3 separate regions of the Zea mays genome follow, and all the other regions are linked to region 2. The links are chromatin contacts, called in public Hi-C maps. All regions are on one chromosome and are shown on one strand. The core of a region is the stretch at or near the end of the contact, and the rest is flanking DNA. Distances in the headings are between cores, read along the strand shown. Region 1 holds the start of LOC100282678. Region 2 holds the start of LOC100280243. Region 3 holds the start of LOC103641958 (protein IQ-DOMAIN 1).

The links. Hi-C and Micro-C count contacts between places; a contact is called where the count stands out from the background.
Region 1: a contact with region 2 is called in a Hi-C map of root tip, with 5 times the contacts expected there. The contact joins the promoter of LOC100282678 here to the promoter of LOC100280243 in region 2. A contact is called at or near these places in 4 of 25 Hi-C or Micro-C datasets (ear, endosperm, root tip and 1 more).
Region 3: a contact with region 2 is called in a Hi-C map of ear, with 2.1 times the contacts expected there. The contact joins the promoter of LOC103641958 here to the promoter of LOC100280243 in region 2. A contact is called at or near these places in 3 of 25 Hi-C or Micro-C datasets (ear, endosperm and leaf).

The regions. Positions count from the first base shown.
Region 1 is chr10:139,572,233-139,576,972 of Zm-B73-REFERENCE-NAM-5.0, forward strand. LOC100282678 reads right to left here and starts at 1,586. Exons shown (of 7, transcript NM_001155586.1): 1 at 1,329-1,586; 2 at 1,148-1,254; 3 at 949-1,050; 4 at 427-622. The coding sequence starts at 1,484.
Region 2 is chr10:139,832,807-139,837,478 of Zm-B73-REFERENCE-NAM-5.0, forward strand. It overlaps LOC100280243, which reads right to left and starts at 3,401. Exons shown (of 11, transcript NM_001352976.1): 1 at 3,270-3,401; 2 at 938-1,027; 3 at 530-635; 4 at 294-335; 5 at 119-178; 6 at 1-3. The coding sequence starts at 3,352.
Region 3 is chr10:139,504,381-139,509,424 of Zm-B73-REFERENCE-NAM-5.0, forward strand. It overlaps LOC103641958 (protein IQ-DOMAIN 1), which reads left to right and starts at 1,543. Exons shown (of 4, transcript NM_001362608.1): 1 at 1,543-2,119; 2 at 2,749-2,925; 3 at 3,015-3,083; 4 at 3,177-4,169. The coding sequence starts at 1,709. The coding sequence ends at 3,917.

The sequences.
Region 1 (4,740 bases), core at 336-2,835, 260 kb before region 2:
ATAAACATGCATAGGACACAATCAAGGGGCTCTCTTAAGTCGCAACAGGTGATAAAGCTATATCGAAGCCCACATTGATAATACAGCCAGGAACAATAAAATGTTTATTAAACATATACACTTGACTGTAGAGGTTTGTATCAGTTGTTTTTCTATCTAATGCAACCAAAGATATACATTCATAGGTAAGCCCTTACAGTTCAAGAAGATATGGTATCTCTTCTCTTTTGCTTTCATTCAGCACTGGGACAATCTCCCTTTCACATGTTTAACAAGGTATTATCTAATCTTAGTACTTTATGATAGATCTACTGATATTTCATGTTGCAAACCAAAGTACTTTATTAGTGGCCAATGGTTAAAAAGAAGTTCATCTCACGAGTTCATGTATGAATTTATTTGGAGATAAGCAGTGCCAAAGATTACCTTCTCAGCTGCCACAACAATCATGAGGCGACCGAGGATCTCCTGATCAGAGAGCCTTGAGAACCTGACGATAGCACATCGGCTTTGAATGGGTTCAATTATCTTTGATGATGTGTTGCATGCAAGTGCAAATCTAGTGGTGTTTGAATAGATCTCCATTGTTCTTCGCAGAGCTTGCTGTGCTCCTGATGTCATGCTGCACACAGCAAGAGTGATGTTTAACCACATACTCAGATACTAATACCGGGTTTGTATTCATCCATTTGAGAAAATAAATTTAGGCTCAGAACTTTAAAACTTCTATTTGAAGTCAGGAAAATAATGAAGTCAGGGTTTGTCCACTCCACTGTCAACAAAGAAATTAATCTCCTAGTGCTAGTCTTAGGCTCTTGGCTCAAGTCCAAACAACGACCAATACTGAAATGAAATAAGAAAAAGCATGCAAACAACAACTTGTTTCAGTAAATACAGCACTGCACCTATAACACACTGATGGTGGAAACGCCCTGCGGATGGGCTTACCTGTCAGCCTCATCCAAGATCACGATTTTGTGCCGCCCTGGCTGTAGGGTGACCTTCTTCTGTGCAAACATCTTGATCTTGTTCCGCACAACATCCAAACCCCTGCAAAAGCACGAATCGACCATCAGGCATCCAACCCAAACACCACTCGAGGCAGCCCCGAATCGCCGGTACAAAATCACGTCACGGTGGCAGAAACCTGTCATCTGAGGCATTGAGCTCCAGCACGGCATCACGATAGCTGGGCCCGAGGAGCTCATGCGCCAGCGCCAGGATGCTCGTCGTCTTCCCGGTCCCCGGAGGCCCCTGCGCCAAAAGGGAAGAGGGTGAATCGCTGTTCCGTGCTGCGCAGGGAAGGTGTTCGACGGAATGGCGCTTACGGAGAGGATGAGGTTGGGCATGTTGCCGTCGCGGGCAATGACCTCCAGGCGGGCGACGGCATCGGAGTTTCCGACGACGTCAGCGACGCGGGAGGGGCGGTACTTCTCCACCCACGGGATATCATAGGCGTCGGCGTCGGGGGCGGCGGGGGCCATGGCGCTTGGGTGGGCTGCGCTTGCGCCGCGGGAGTCGGGGGAGGGAGAAAACCGCGCGGTTGTGGTTTTGTGGAATGGAAACAAAAAAATTGGGGAATTGGTGAGAGGGCCTTTGGCGCGCGAGGGTTTTGTTTGGCGTCTGACAGGCTGGGGGCACGGTCGTCTCTATGATTCGAAAAAAAAACGAAACCTGAAAACCGAATCCGAACAACTAGAACTCAAACTTGAACAACTCTAATCCAAATAATCCGAACAATTAAGGACCTGTTTGTTTCAGCTTATAGATTATATAATCTGAATTATAGTCTAAATTATATAATCCAGATTATAATCTAGATATATTATAATCTACATATAGTTGTTTGGTAGTTTATATTATATAAATATAGATTATTCACAAAGACAACAATACTCTTATTGTTTATTTGAGGTGAGAAAAGAATGATGACATATATTGTAATTTCTATTTACATAACAATGAGTAGTAGATCTTTTGCCAAAATAATCTCAAATAAATTAGTCTTGAGGAGATTATGAGATTATCATAATCTGGGGTTTAGATTATATAATCTGAATCCATAATCTAACTGTGTGTTTGGTTTGCAGCACGACATGGATACAGAGTGATCTGAACCTGTATCCGAGCCTACAAAATCGTTTGGATAGCGTCACGGAGTCTACCCATCCGTCGTTCATTCCAAAATACAACAGAACCCTAGCAGCGACTCATTCCTCCAAATCAACCGGATGAGCTCACTCCGGTTCGCATCTCGCACAGGGGCGGCGGCGGGGCAGCTCTGAGGGGATCTCTCGGCGGCGACGACGCGGCGACAGCGACCGCCAGGCTCGATTAGGGATGGCAATGGATGTGATTTATCCGCGTACCCGCGGATAAAAAACCCGTTAGGTACGGTTTTGAGTACGAGTCTGTACCCATGGATACGGATACGGGTAGCACTTGATATCCGTGGATATTTTTAAAACGGGTATGAAAAAACAGTATCCATACCCAAATATCCATTAAAATATCTCGTACTCCCGTCCTACAGGCCACAAGCCCAGGTTCCACCGTTCTAGGCTTCCAACGAAGCCCTCGCTCAGTCGCTCTCGCTCCAGACCCTCTCCATCTCTCTTCTTCCACTCCTACCGCCGTCGCCCACTCTATCTCTCCTCTCCCAAACTCCCGCCGCAGTCTGATACTCCGGCTCCTACCGCCGCCGCTACCAGGTGTTGTGCCGCGCCCGCCAGTCCGCCACCACAATCCCTGCTACTGGCTGCGCACCAGCCACCTCTCCTGAGTCACTGCGCGGCTGCACCCTGCGCCCACCACCTCCCCTCAGTCCCTGCGAGACAATTTTATATTGCTCGCTGTATGTCTTAATACATGTATCAGTTTTCATTTGCTGGACAAATTCTGTATGGTTGTATGTTTTTATCATATTTAAATTTGCTTGACGAATATGATATCATATTTGAATTTGTTGGATTTAAATATGTTGTATATGTAGTGGGCAAACGGATATATCCGCGGATATCCGTTACCCGCGGGTAACGGATGTGGATACTATTTGTTATCCATAGTGGGTAACGGGTACGGGTTCGGATATCGGATATAAGTCGCGGATATGGATGTCCAGAGACACTATCCGCGGATAGTTTATCCGTTGCCATCCCTAGGCTCGAGGTACTCACCCAACCACCGCTCCTCACACTACCAGATCTAGGCGTCGCACCTCAGGATTCACATCTCAGGATTCGCACGGAGTGAACAAGGCTGAGCGTCGCCTCATTCTGACTTCCGATCCCCGGCGGGAAGCGGAGCCAGGACCGGGAGCTGGAGCAGTTGTCTTCCCCCCTCGTCTCCGTCAACTGGTGAGCTCCCTCCTCCACCTCCTCTCCCTGCTCTTTGATCTCGCCCTCGCTTCTTCCTCCCCGGGCGGCCATCAGTTCCGGCGCGGCAGCTGGGATCCCTGCTTTCTCGACTCTGTTTCTCGAGCACCTTCTTGAACCAGCCGATCTGCACGCCGAGGGAGTAGGGTACCCCAGCCGCTGTCTGAAAGGGAATTAGGCTTACACCTAGTTCCTAAATAATTTTGGTGGTTGAATTGCCCAACACAAATATTGGACTGACTAGTTTGCTCTAGTGTATAAGTTATACAGGTGCAAAAGGTTCACATCTAGCCAATAAAAAGACCAAGTGTTGGATTCAACAAAGGAGCAATAAGGCAACCGAGGGCACCTCTGGCTGGGGGCACCGGACTGTCCGGTGTGCACCGGACAGTGTCCGGTGCGCCCGTAGACTTCGTTTTCTACCCTTCGCCCTCGGGAATTCGCGGAGGCCGGCGCGCTATAATTCACCGGACTGTCCGGTGTGCACCGGACATGTCCGGTGCGCCAACGAACCGCGGCCTCCGGAACTCGTCAGCCTCGGGTTTTCACGACAGCCGCTCCGCTATAATTCACCGGACTGTCCGGTGTGCACCGGACTGTCCGGTGTGCCAGCGGAGCAACGGCTCTCTGCGCCCAACGGTCGACTCTGACAGTAAACAGTGCAGAACAGTACACGCGGCAGGAGTCAGAGCAGAGGATCAGAGAGGCACCGGACTGTCCGGTGTGCACCGGACTGTCCGGTGCCACATGAGGACAAAAGCCTCCAACGGTCGACCGGCTCCAATCACAACGGCTAGGATGACGTGGCTGGCGCACCGGACATGTCCGGTGTGCACCGGACTGTCCGGTGCGCCCATCGCCAGCAGACTTCATCAACGGCTAGTTTTTGGATGGTGGCTATAAATACCACCCCAACCGGCCACTTCAAGGGGAGGGAGTCCAAGCAACATTCCAAGTCATCTAGTTGACATACTCAAGCCCTCCCAACCATCTATATTCATTGATCCATCCTATACACAAGATCTAGCCCACTACAACCAACACAAGTGCCACAAAAGAGAGAGCAAGCAATTGAGAGCTACTCAATTGAGTTTAGCCCTAGTGCCTTGTGAGATCCATTGAGAGATAGTGTGTGCTTCATCTTTGTGTTCATTTGTGCGTGGAGTTTTGACTCCCATTCAAACTTCCTCCAAAGTTTTGGAGGCTTGTAAAAGCTAGCAAGAGACACCAAAGATTGTGGTGGTCCTTGTGGGATCGAGAGTGATCCTTGAGAAGAAGAAGAGCTCGCTGATCCTTGTGTGATCGGGAGAGAGGGAAAGGGTTGAAAAAGACCCGTCCTTAAGTGGACTCCTCAACGGGGACTAGG
Region 2 (4,672 bases), core at 2,151-4,650:
AACCTGGCGAGTTGTTAAATTAGAGTCAGGTTTAAAAAAAAATACAGACATAATTGTACCATAGAGACTACATTAGCAGCACTAGCATGTAAAGATTGCAGTCTGGAGTATCGCTCACCTTCCGTGTGGAACCAAATTGCACCAGTCCATGCAACTGAAGAGGTAACACTGCAATAGTCTGCATATAAGGTGCCGCTCTTCAGTATCCAATTTGACATCGTACAAGCTAAAACAAGCACTCTGCTATCTAAATTAGTCAAGGTTGCCTAGTTTTTTAGGCAAGAAACGCCAACCTTCATCCCACTGAGAAACTGATGCTGCCACCAAGTATAACCCTGAAAGGGGGGAACTTCTTCTTTGTTAAAATTAACTGTCTGATGTAGGAAATGGTAGCACGAGCAGTAACGAATGGAAGAAAGAGGAAGAGCGGAATGTAATATTATTCTGACAACTCTATGGGTTCTTTAGAAATTAATTATCTATCTATGCCTCTCCAGTCATAAAAGGCTGGGGGGAAACAGATTTATACCTGATGTAAATCTCCGTTATCAGCATGGCTTATCTGATTCAACGCGTGGCAAGTATCGTCGTAAATCCATTGACACTCTCCGCTTACTAGAGCTTGTCCTAGGATGCTGAAACCAGAGGGCGGCATACGTTTACGGTGTACTTATGGAAAGATAAGGAGCATTTGCACTTGTAATAAGAGTAACTAGCATCAATAGCAATATGATATAAACATGAAGTGTTTCTAGAGGAGAAGACAGTAACAAAATCAAAATAGCTAAATGAGTTGATGACATGTTAAACCTTTTTTTTAAGAAAAATATATTATGACTGGTGAACAGAGCTAATAGGCATATAGGGCATGGTGACATATCAATGAATATCAGGATAAAAAGGTAGCTGGATAGATCTATTGATCGTGCATTCCTACCCTTCTCCAACAACTTCAACAAGATTAAGCATCTTCTGAACCATTGCTTTTGCCTCATCTTCACAGTAGCAGTCCCCCAATGTGAGCAATCTGGTATCGAACGGGGTAACACCGGTCAGTATTCTGGACACACACACACGCCCAGTCCCCTCAACAAACAAACAAACAAAAAAATCTACTCCCCACAGGAGACGCAGACATCACGCTGCACGCGCGTTAGCACTGCTTTGACAACTGCAGTGCATAGTAATACAGACCACCAAAGAAGCAACGAAACAAAAGCAAAATATAAGAATAACAAAGCAAAAGTTGGACAGTGAATGACACGATGCATCATGTCGGAAGGGGAAAGAGGCATCCAGACACACCTTGCTGTCAATTTTGATGGGATCAGTGTTTAGCTAGCTAAAAAAAGCTGAGGTAAGGGGGCAGCTTCCTGCATCCGCATCTTAGCTAGTATCACTCTGGACAAAGTTGAAAGAAACGAAGGGAATCTCAGTCGTGTTACCGAACGTACTAGGATGGGTATGGATTAAACATTTGGGGCTTAAGAATTCATGCCCCGTTTTGTAGCAAAATCGTGGTTTTGGTCCTTGTTTTTTTTTTCGTTTTAGCTCTGTCGTTTTACTCCTGCGACTTTGAAACAAGGGAGGAGTTCGTATATGCAGGAGGGAGTGGAAGTGCAGAGGAACAGAGCAGAAACGCGGAGATCTGATCTGCCGCCCACAGCCCCTGGTCGTCCTGCTGCTCGCCGCCCACAGCCCCCGAGCCCCGCGCCCGACGCTCCTAACGCTCGTGCCCTGCGATGGACATTTTGGCGTAGCCACACGTTGCTGTGTATTTTTCGGAAATATCTCGTGTATGGGGAAGGGCCGGAGGAGGAGAACAGAGAGATAAGATCGGGGTAATTCGGTCTTTGCGCATGACCGGGATTTTTTTTATCTTTTTCTATTTTTTTTCGTCTTACAACGTCAGCGCAGATTAGGTGCAAAGAACCGTTTTTCGTTTTAAAATAATATAATGGAGATAAAATCACAAGGTTTTAAAAAGTAAAGGTAAAGTCACAATTAAACCATAGACTAGAACTTAGACCTTGTACCTCCGGCCCCGATTAACAAACATCTCGTGGTTTTGTGGAGAGAGAGAGAGAGAAACAGCCAATACAGGAACCTGCTAGCTAGAGGCAGGTTAATGCGCGACGAACAGGCAAGGGAAGAAGAAAAGTCAGAATTCTGGACACACACGCCCAGTCCCCTCAACAAACAAAGAAAAATATATAATCAACTCCCCACAGGAGACGCAGCCATCACGCTGCACGCGCGTTAGCACTACTTTGACAACTGCACTGCATAGTATACAGACCACCAACGAAGCAACGAAACAAAACAAAACAAAATATAAGAATAGCAAAGCAAAAGTTGGAAAGTGAATGACACGATGCATCATGTCATGTCGGAAGGGGAAAGAGGCAGCCAGACACACCTTGCTGCCAATTTTGATGGGATCAGTGTTTCGCTAGCTAAAAAAAAAAGCTGAGGAAAGGGGGGCAGCTTCCTGCAGCCGCATCTTAGCTAGTATCACTCTAGACAAAGTTGAAAGAAACGAAGGGAATCTCGGTCGTGTTACCGAACATACTAAAGATGGGTATGGATTTAACATTTGGGGCTTAAGAATTCATGCCCCGTTTTGTAGCAAAATCTCGTGGTTTTGATCCTTGTTTTTTCTTTTTAGCTCTGTCATTTTACTCCTGCGACTTTGAAACAAGTGAGGAGTTCGTATATGCAGGAGGGAGTGGAGGTGCAGAGGAACAGAGCAGAAACGCTGAGATCTGCCGCTCGCAGCCCCTGGTCGTCCTGCTGCTCGCCGCCCACAACTCCCGAGCCCCGCGACCGACGCTCGTGCCCTGCGATGGACATTTTGGCGAAGCCACACGTTGCTGTGTATTTTTCGCAAATATCTCGTGTGTGGGGAAGGGCCGGAGGAGGAGGAGAACAGAGAGATAAGATCGGGGTAATTCGGTCTTTTCGCATGACCGGTTTTTTTTTCTTTTTCTATTTTTCCGTCACTTACGACGTCAGCGCAGATTAGGTGGAAAGAACCGTTTTTCGTTTTAAAATAATAATGGAGATAAAATCACAAGGTTTTAGAGAGAGAGAGAGAGAACAGGAACCTGCAAGAGGCAGCAGGTTAATGCGCGACGAACAGGCAAGGGAAGAAGAAAACAACGTAGTAGAGCTCCCAAAATTCGAACGTGCACAGAAGCTTGCCAGAGAAGAGAAAACCATCACACGCACAGTAAACACACACACACACACGAACGAACACGGCTCACCGAGGGTCTTGGGGATGGAAGCGCCAGACGGCCGCGTACGACCAGCCTCCGGCGCGGCACAGCGCCCCCAGCGCCGCCTCCATCGTCGTCGCCGGTTGCAGGTTGCCGGACGCCGGAGGACGGACGACGGCGACGAGAAACAACGCGCACAGGAGCGGGGGGAAGGAGGGCGCCGGGGCGGGGGAAGGGGCCTGATAAATATACTCGGTTGGGGGAGGGAGACGGACGGGCGGCTGCAGAAGTTGTAGTAGTAGGCTTGCGGGCAGAGAATTTCGAGAAAGAGACGTCCCCGTACCAGTACGGAGACGGCACTGGCCCCTGCGTCGGATAGTGCAGACTGCAGAGCAAGTTGTTTGTTTCACCCGGCTTTTTTCTTCCGTCCAACCGTTTGTTACCGAGCAACGGATCGGGTAGTAGGAGTAGTTTTTACTGGCAACAAACAGAAAGGGAGAGCTGATAAATCCAAGACCACCAGACGACCCTCACGACAAAAAAGAAAGAAAAAGAAGGCACACAGCCAACCGAGATCAAAGAGTCAGATGGGATTTTGTTAAGTAAAGAGGAAGAAAAGGAGAAAAATGGCTCGAACGCGTAACGAAACGGGCGCGCTGTCCTGTCACCTTACAAAAAAAAAAAAATCTTCTGCGAGCACCATGGTTGTTTGTAACTAATAAAGGTCTAAAAAGCGGCAGCCTTTTTTTTTTGCTTGAAAGGACGACCTGCATGGCGGCGGCCACTGGTTCATAGTCCATATGTTTTCTGTAATACACAACTTCCTTTTCCTTTTGTTTCCTTTCCTTATATTGTTTATTATCTTGCCCTGGAAAGAATGCCTGTTAATTTCACTGGCTGCTGCGGGTCAAGATTGTATACTACAGTCTTATCCTGCCATTCTATTCTATTATTACTGCTGCTAAAGGCAACGGTCAGTCTCTCTGTGGAAGCCAAGCCACATGCAATGCAATGCAATGCAAGGCGTGGCCAAAGTTTGGCTGCGAACCATGCAAACACCCTCTCCCGGCCGCCGGTTACAGTAAAAGCTAGCCTTTTGGACCAGTGGCCGGGGCGGGATTAACGACCTGACCTTGCCGCCATGGCAATGGCAACCACAGCCTGCTAGCTCCCGGGAAAGAGCATGCATGTGCAACTGTTCTGTTGTCACGCATGCATGTGTGAGCGCAATGGCAGCGGCGTGGCGGCACAGGCCCACCGCCCACCCACCACCCACTGTACACCGGCCTAGCCCTAGAAGCGCGGGCGCCCCCCCATCGTCGCCGGGGACCGGGGAGTGGAGTGGGGATGGACTATGGAGAGACGACGGTTCAAGAGCAACAGGCCACCACGCAACGCAACGCAATTGTAGGAATCTTGACCGGGGAAAGAAGGAAGATCGCGCGCCGCGC
Region 3 (5,044 bases), core at 293-2,792, 330 kb before region 2:
AATATAGATATAGAAATTAAGAGCTAAAACGACTAGTATTTTGAGATGGAGTTGGTACATTTAATTGTGCCTCTATTGCTGGCGATAGTGTTCGGAATGTAGTTTTGGTATCTGCACCGACACCATTTCTGAACGCGTATATCCAGTTTGAATGGCACTGATCGACTAGCAGTACTGTGCTCTGACCGCTACCCACTCCACCAGTCTGCACACGCCCGTGGACCAAACGCTAGTGGGCGCTCCTCAGCTCGCGGTTTCAGGTCTGGGCAACAGAGTGGTGCTCTCGCTACTGATGAGCACGCGAGTTGGTTTTGATTTGGCTGTTCCCGTCGTTCCTGACAGAAACTATCCCATCGTAAGCCAAAGCAACCTTTGTCGTGCCACCATGAACTCACGATCATTGCATCGCAGCAGCAAGCCGCACGGCCACGATCGTAGCTAGAGTGTGATAAACCAGGGTCATCGGTTGATTGTCTACTATAGAAAGTGAAGATTTGTTGGGCCAAGAAGGCTGCAGCCCATCCAGAGATCGTCGCGTTTTCCGGACTCCAGAGAAATGGAGCGGGCTGTCATGCCAAAAACAGACCCCAGCGTAGGCAAGCCCAGATAGCATAGGTGACGCCATCGCAACAGCCCCTATGACTATGAAGCCCTTCATCGACCAGTTGAGACTGATCGAGAGCCAATAATCGATGAGAACCACTCGTTGCTCATGATGCATTCGGGGGCACTGTTACGTTGCTGGTTAGGCGATCCCCTGAAGCTATGGCTCTACTGCCTTGGGCAATCCCACGGGCTCCCCGCGGCGGCGGCAGAAGGATGGGGCACGAGATCAATGCAGGTGATGTTGGGTTGCTAAACCATAGGCGCCTGATTCTGGCTTTATTTCCAGACGACAAACACCATCCATCTGGCTAAGGGGTGTTTGGGAGTGAAGTTTTTTCACAGTTTTAGAAAAATACTGCAGTATTATATACGGAATGGTGTTTGACAAGCTGGCTAAAATCTCTGTTTTTAAAACTGAAGTATTGTAAATACTATAGTTGTTTGAAGGTATTATAAACTTAGGTCTGGACTTTAGTTTCCAAAATTATGGTATTGTAAAATGCGGTATTGTCATGACTAAAGTATACTGTAGTATTTCAAAAGTTGTGGTTTTCAAAAACTTTATTCCCAAACAGGGCCTAAACAGTGAATTTTGAACTACTTAATTACAGTCATGTATGTGAGGGTCACAGTTTATATTAATTAAACTTTGACCGTTCGAAGAAACGGTCAAACGCTTCCGGCTATGCGGCCGGCGGAGCAGAGGATCAACGCCTGCCATTGGAGTGAGAAAGAAAAACGTCCTCCACTTATCACGTGCCGCCCTCAAGCTGGCCCTATTTCACAATTTTACACCGTGCCCGACCCCTCGGGTTAAAAAATGATGCAGGAGTTTCGCACTATCACCCCGGAACAGGATAAATTATTCGCATAAAAGGGCCCCACAGTTCGTGCTCCCTGTATAAAGACCAGCGCCTCTAAGACTCTCCCCTGCCCCGTTCTCTTCTGCTGCCTGCCTTTCTCTCTTCTGGCGTCCGCGTGTGTGTGCATTTCACTGTACTGCTTTCATCTCCCGCTCTTTCTTCACCTGCTCCGCGCTAGTGCTGGAACCAAGAAAGCCTCATGCGGCGGCGGCTGGCCGAGGTGCGGTAGAGCGGCGGAGATGGGCTGGGCACCCAGGTGGTTGCGCGGGCTGCTCGGCGGCGGCGGCAGGAAGGCCGCCGACACAAGGCCGGTGAAGGAGAAGAAGCGCTGGGGGTTCGGCAAGTCCTTCCGGGAGAAGCCCCCCGCGCCAGTGCCGGCGCGGCCTCCGACTCCGACGCCTCCGTCGCATCCCGCGGCGACGCCTCGCCGGGGCTATGCAGCGGCGGATGAGGCGGGCGACGAGCAGAGCAAGCGCGCTATCGCGGTGGCCGCGGCGACGGCGGCGGTGGCAGAGGCCGCCGTCGCTGCCGCCCAGGCCGCCGCCGCCGTGGTGCGGCTGACGAGCAGCGGGCGGTGCGCGCCGCCGGCCGCCGCGAAGCGGGAGCAGTGGGCGGCCGTTCGGATCCAGGCCGCTTTCCGTGGCTACCTGGTTAGCTTCTCACAGACTCCTCACCTCACTCTTCAGTTACTAAATCTTTTTTTTTGTTGTCAAATTTCCAATAAATAAACAAATCTGTGTAAGCTACAGCTTGTCACGAAAAGCTAGCTTGAAAAACGGAAGAAGGGGCCTTTTGTTGGTTCAAAAAGAAAACAAAAATATCTCCCTCTTCTGCGTGGTATGCTATGCTCATGATGTGTAACCTACGAGCTGCTCTGGTAACCGCTTCCCCTCCAGCAAGGAGAACGCCACCTTGTGGCGTCAGCTCTGCCGTCGTCTTTACTGCCTGCGCCTTCCAGGCTTCTTCGTTTCAGGAAGCAAGGCATGGCCATGGCCGCTTTAACTCCGCTTCCTTCGCAGGAAATCGGAAGGCCTGTATTATTTTGCCGTTTTGCGCCTAGTTACTGCGTTACTGTTATTGGAAGCGGCTACCGCCGTAGCCGTAGTAATGGCGGTGGTGGTCGGTATGCAAAGTTTTTTTTTGTTGATGTTGAACAAAAGCCTGGCAAGTTGAGAGATGCCAACCTCAGTTTTGCACTGTAGATGCCCGTGGGCTATGGTGGAGCCAAGGGGCCATTGCTGATTAACACCTCTGCTTCTGCTTGTTGTTCCGTGCGAAGGCGAGGCGGGCGCTGAAGGCGTTGCGGGGGCTGGTGAAGCTGCAGGCGCTGGTCCGGGGCAACATCGTGCGGCGGCAGGCGGCGGAGACGCTGCGATGCATGCACGCGCTCGTCCGCGTCCAGGCGCGCGCGCGCGCCTGCCGCGCAATTCGCTCGCAGCATGTCACGGCGCATCCGGTAAGTGAGGGGGGAGGATGTTTCGCTTGCTGGCTCGTGGCTCGTAGTAACTCGCGGTCTTATGGCGGGTGGGTGGATGTGCACGGCAGGATCCGCCGACGCCGGAGAAGTACGAGCAGGCGGGTGCGCCCAGGCACGGCCGTTCCGGCTCTCTGAAGGCGAGTGCCTCTCTCTCTCCCTGTGTGTTGCAAGGTTTCTTCGTGCATCGTGATGGTGGTGACGATGGGTGTGGTGTGGTGCGGTCTGTGCAGGCGAACTCTTCGAGGACACCGGGCGGCGAGAGGCTGGGCAGGGAGAGGTCGGAATCCTGCGGGAGGAACTGGCTGGACCGCTGGGTGGAGGAGAGGTACATGGACGACGAGAAGAACGCCAAGATTCTCGAGGTGGACAACGGCAAGCCACGGCGCCGGTATGCTTCCAAGAGGCGCGGCGGCGGCGGCGGAAACCACCACCACCACCACCAGTCGCCGTGCTCGACGACGATGGGTTCCGAGCAGAACAGCCGGAGCTACGCGACCATGGCGGAGTCGCCGTCCAAGGACTCGACGACCGCGCAGCAGTCGGTGCCGAGCCCGGCGTCGGTGGGCATGGCCGAGGAGGCCCTGAGCCCGCTGCGCGTGCCCGTGCCCGCGGACGTGGCCGAGCTCTGCGACAGCCCCCAGTTCTTCTCGGCCACGTCGTCGCGGCCCGGGAGCTCGAGGCGGGGCCCGTTCACGCCGACGGCCAAGAGCGAGTGCTCGCGCAGCCTCTTCGGCGGCTACTCCGACTACCCGAACTACATGGCCAACACGGAGTCGTTCCGCGCCAAGGCGCGGTCGCAGAGCGCGCCCAAGCAGAGGCCGCAGTACGAGAGGTCCAGCTCCCTACGCAGGGCGTCGGCGGCGCAGAGGTCGGCGGCGGCGGCGGCCTCCTCCCTGCACGCCAAGTTCACCAACAAGGCGTACCCGGGCTCTGGCAGGCTGGATCGGCTTGGCTTGCCGGCCAGGTACTGATCCTGATCCTGATCCTGCCTAATTCGCGCCAGGGATGATGTGCTGCCGCTGTGTCTCGAGCGAGGACGACGACGAAGAAGTGCAATCGACTAGTGGTAGTTAGGTTCCGTGCCTTGGTTGTGCTATTACCATCAACAGTTTTTCTGTTTCTTGCTTTGTGTAGCTAGCCATGTCTAAAGTTGCTGGTAGCTGTAATGATGCTATAATGCGTGCTTAACTGCTGACGAACCTTTTCCTCTACATTTCCGTGGTATATATATATGTGCCGTCAAATCATGCATGGGAATTGAATGTGTTGTTGCAAATGCTGGCTCGATAAGATATACTACTACGTAAGCTCCATTCGCGAAAAGCGTCTCTCTAATTACTTTGTCCATGGGTGGTGGTGGACCAATAGGTGGTGGTGTGCCTGTCCTGACCGGTCTGTCCAGGCCTTATCTGGTGAGCTGTGACTGGTTTAAATGGTACTAGCTGTCTCGTCCGGTAGCCGTTGGAGCGACTTGAGCTGGCTCAGCATTTGGGCAATCAGTTGCGTCCTTCGGCTCGTACTAACCACCGTCGTGAAACAGCAAATGGCGGCATGGAGAACGAGGAGCTAAACTGAGCTAAGCAACCCCCGATCATCGTTAACCGCGCGAGCCAGTCAGCCAGCGTGCGGATGACGCAACGGGACGGACGCCCGGGTTCCGAAGAACGGAACGATGTGGAAGCGATAGTACTACTCCTACAGAACGTCGTTCTCGCTGTCTCGACGCTCGAAACCTTTGCATGTGTTTTGGGCGGAGAGCCGGAACCCGGGAAGAGGTGTCGGTGTGCTGGTGCGCGAGGCAGAACGCCGGTGCTGTGAGGCAACGACGGCTGCCTGCTGCACACTGAGCTTTCCGAGGCCACCGTCACAGTCCACAGTCACGCACACACAGCTGGGAAGTGGGGACGCGCGCCACCGCGGATTTTTCCGTCCGTGCGCTTCCTGGCTGCATGCTCCCACCGCCTTGTTTGGCCCCCCATAAACTAGTCTTGGCCACTTCGGGCTTTCGTCTGGTGTGATTAATATTGGTCGTACCACGCAAACGGAGGGTCAGCCAGGCTGGCACGCAAGCCGTATTTGTAAGGGCATGTACAGTGGA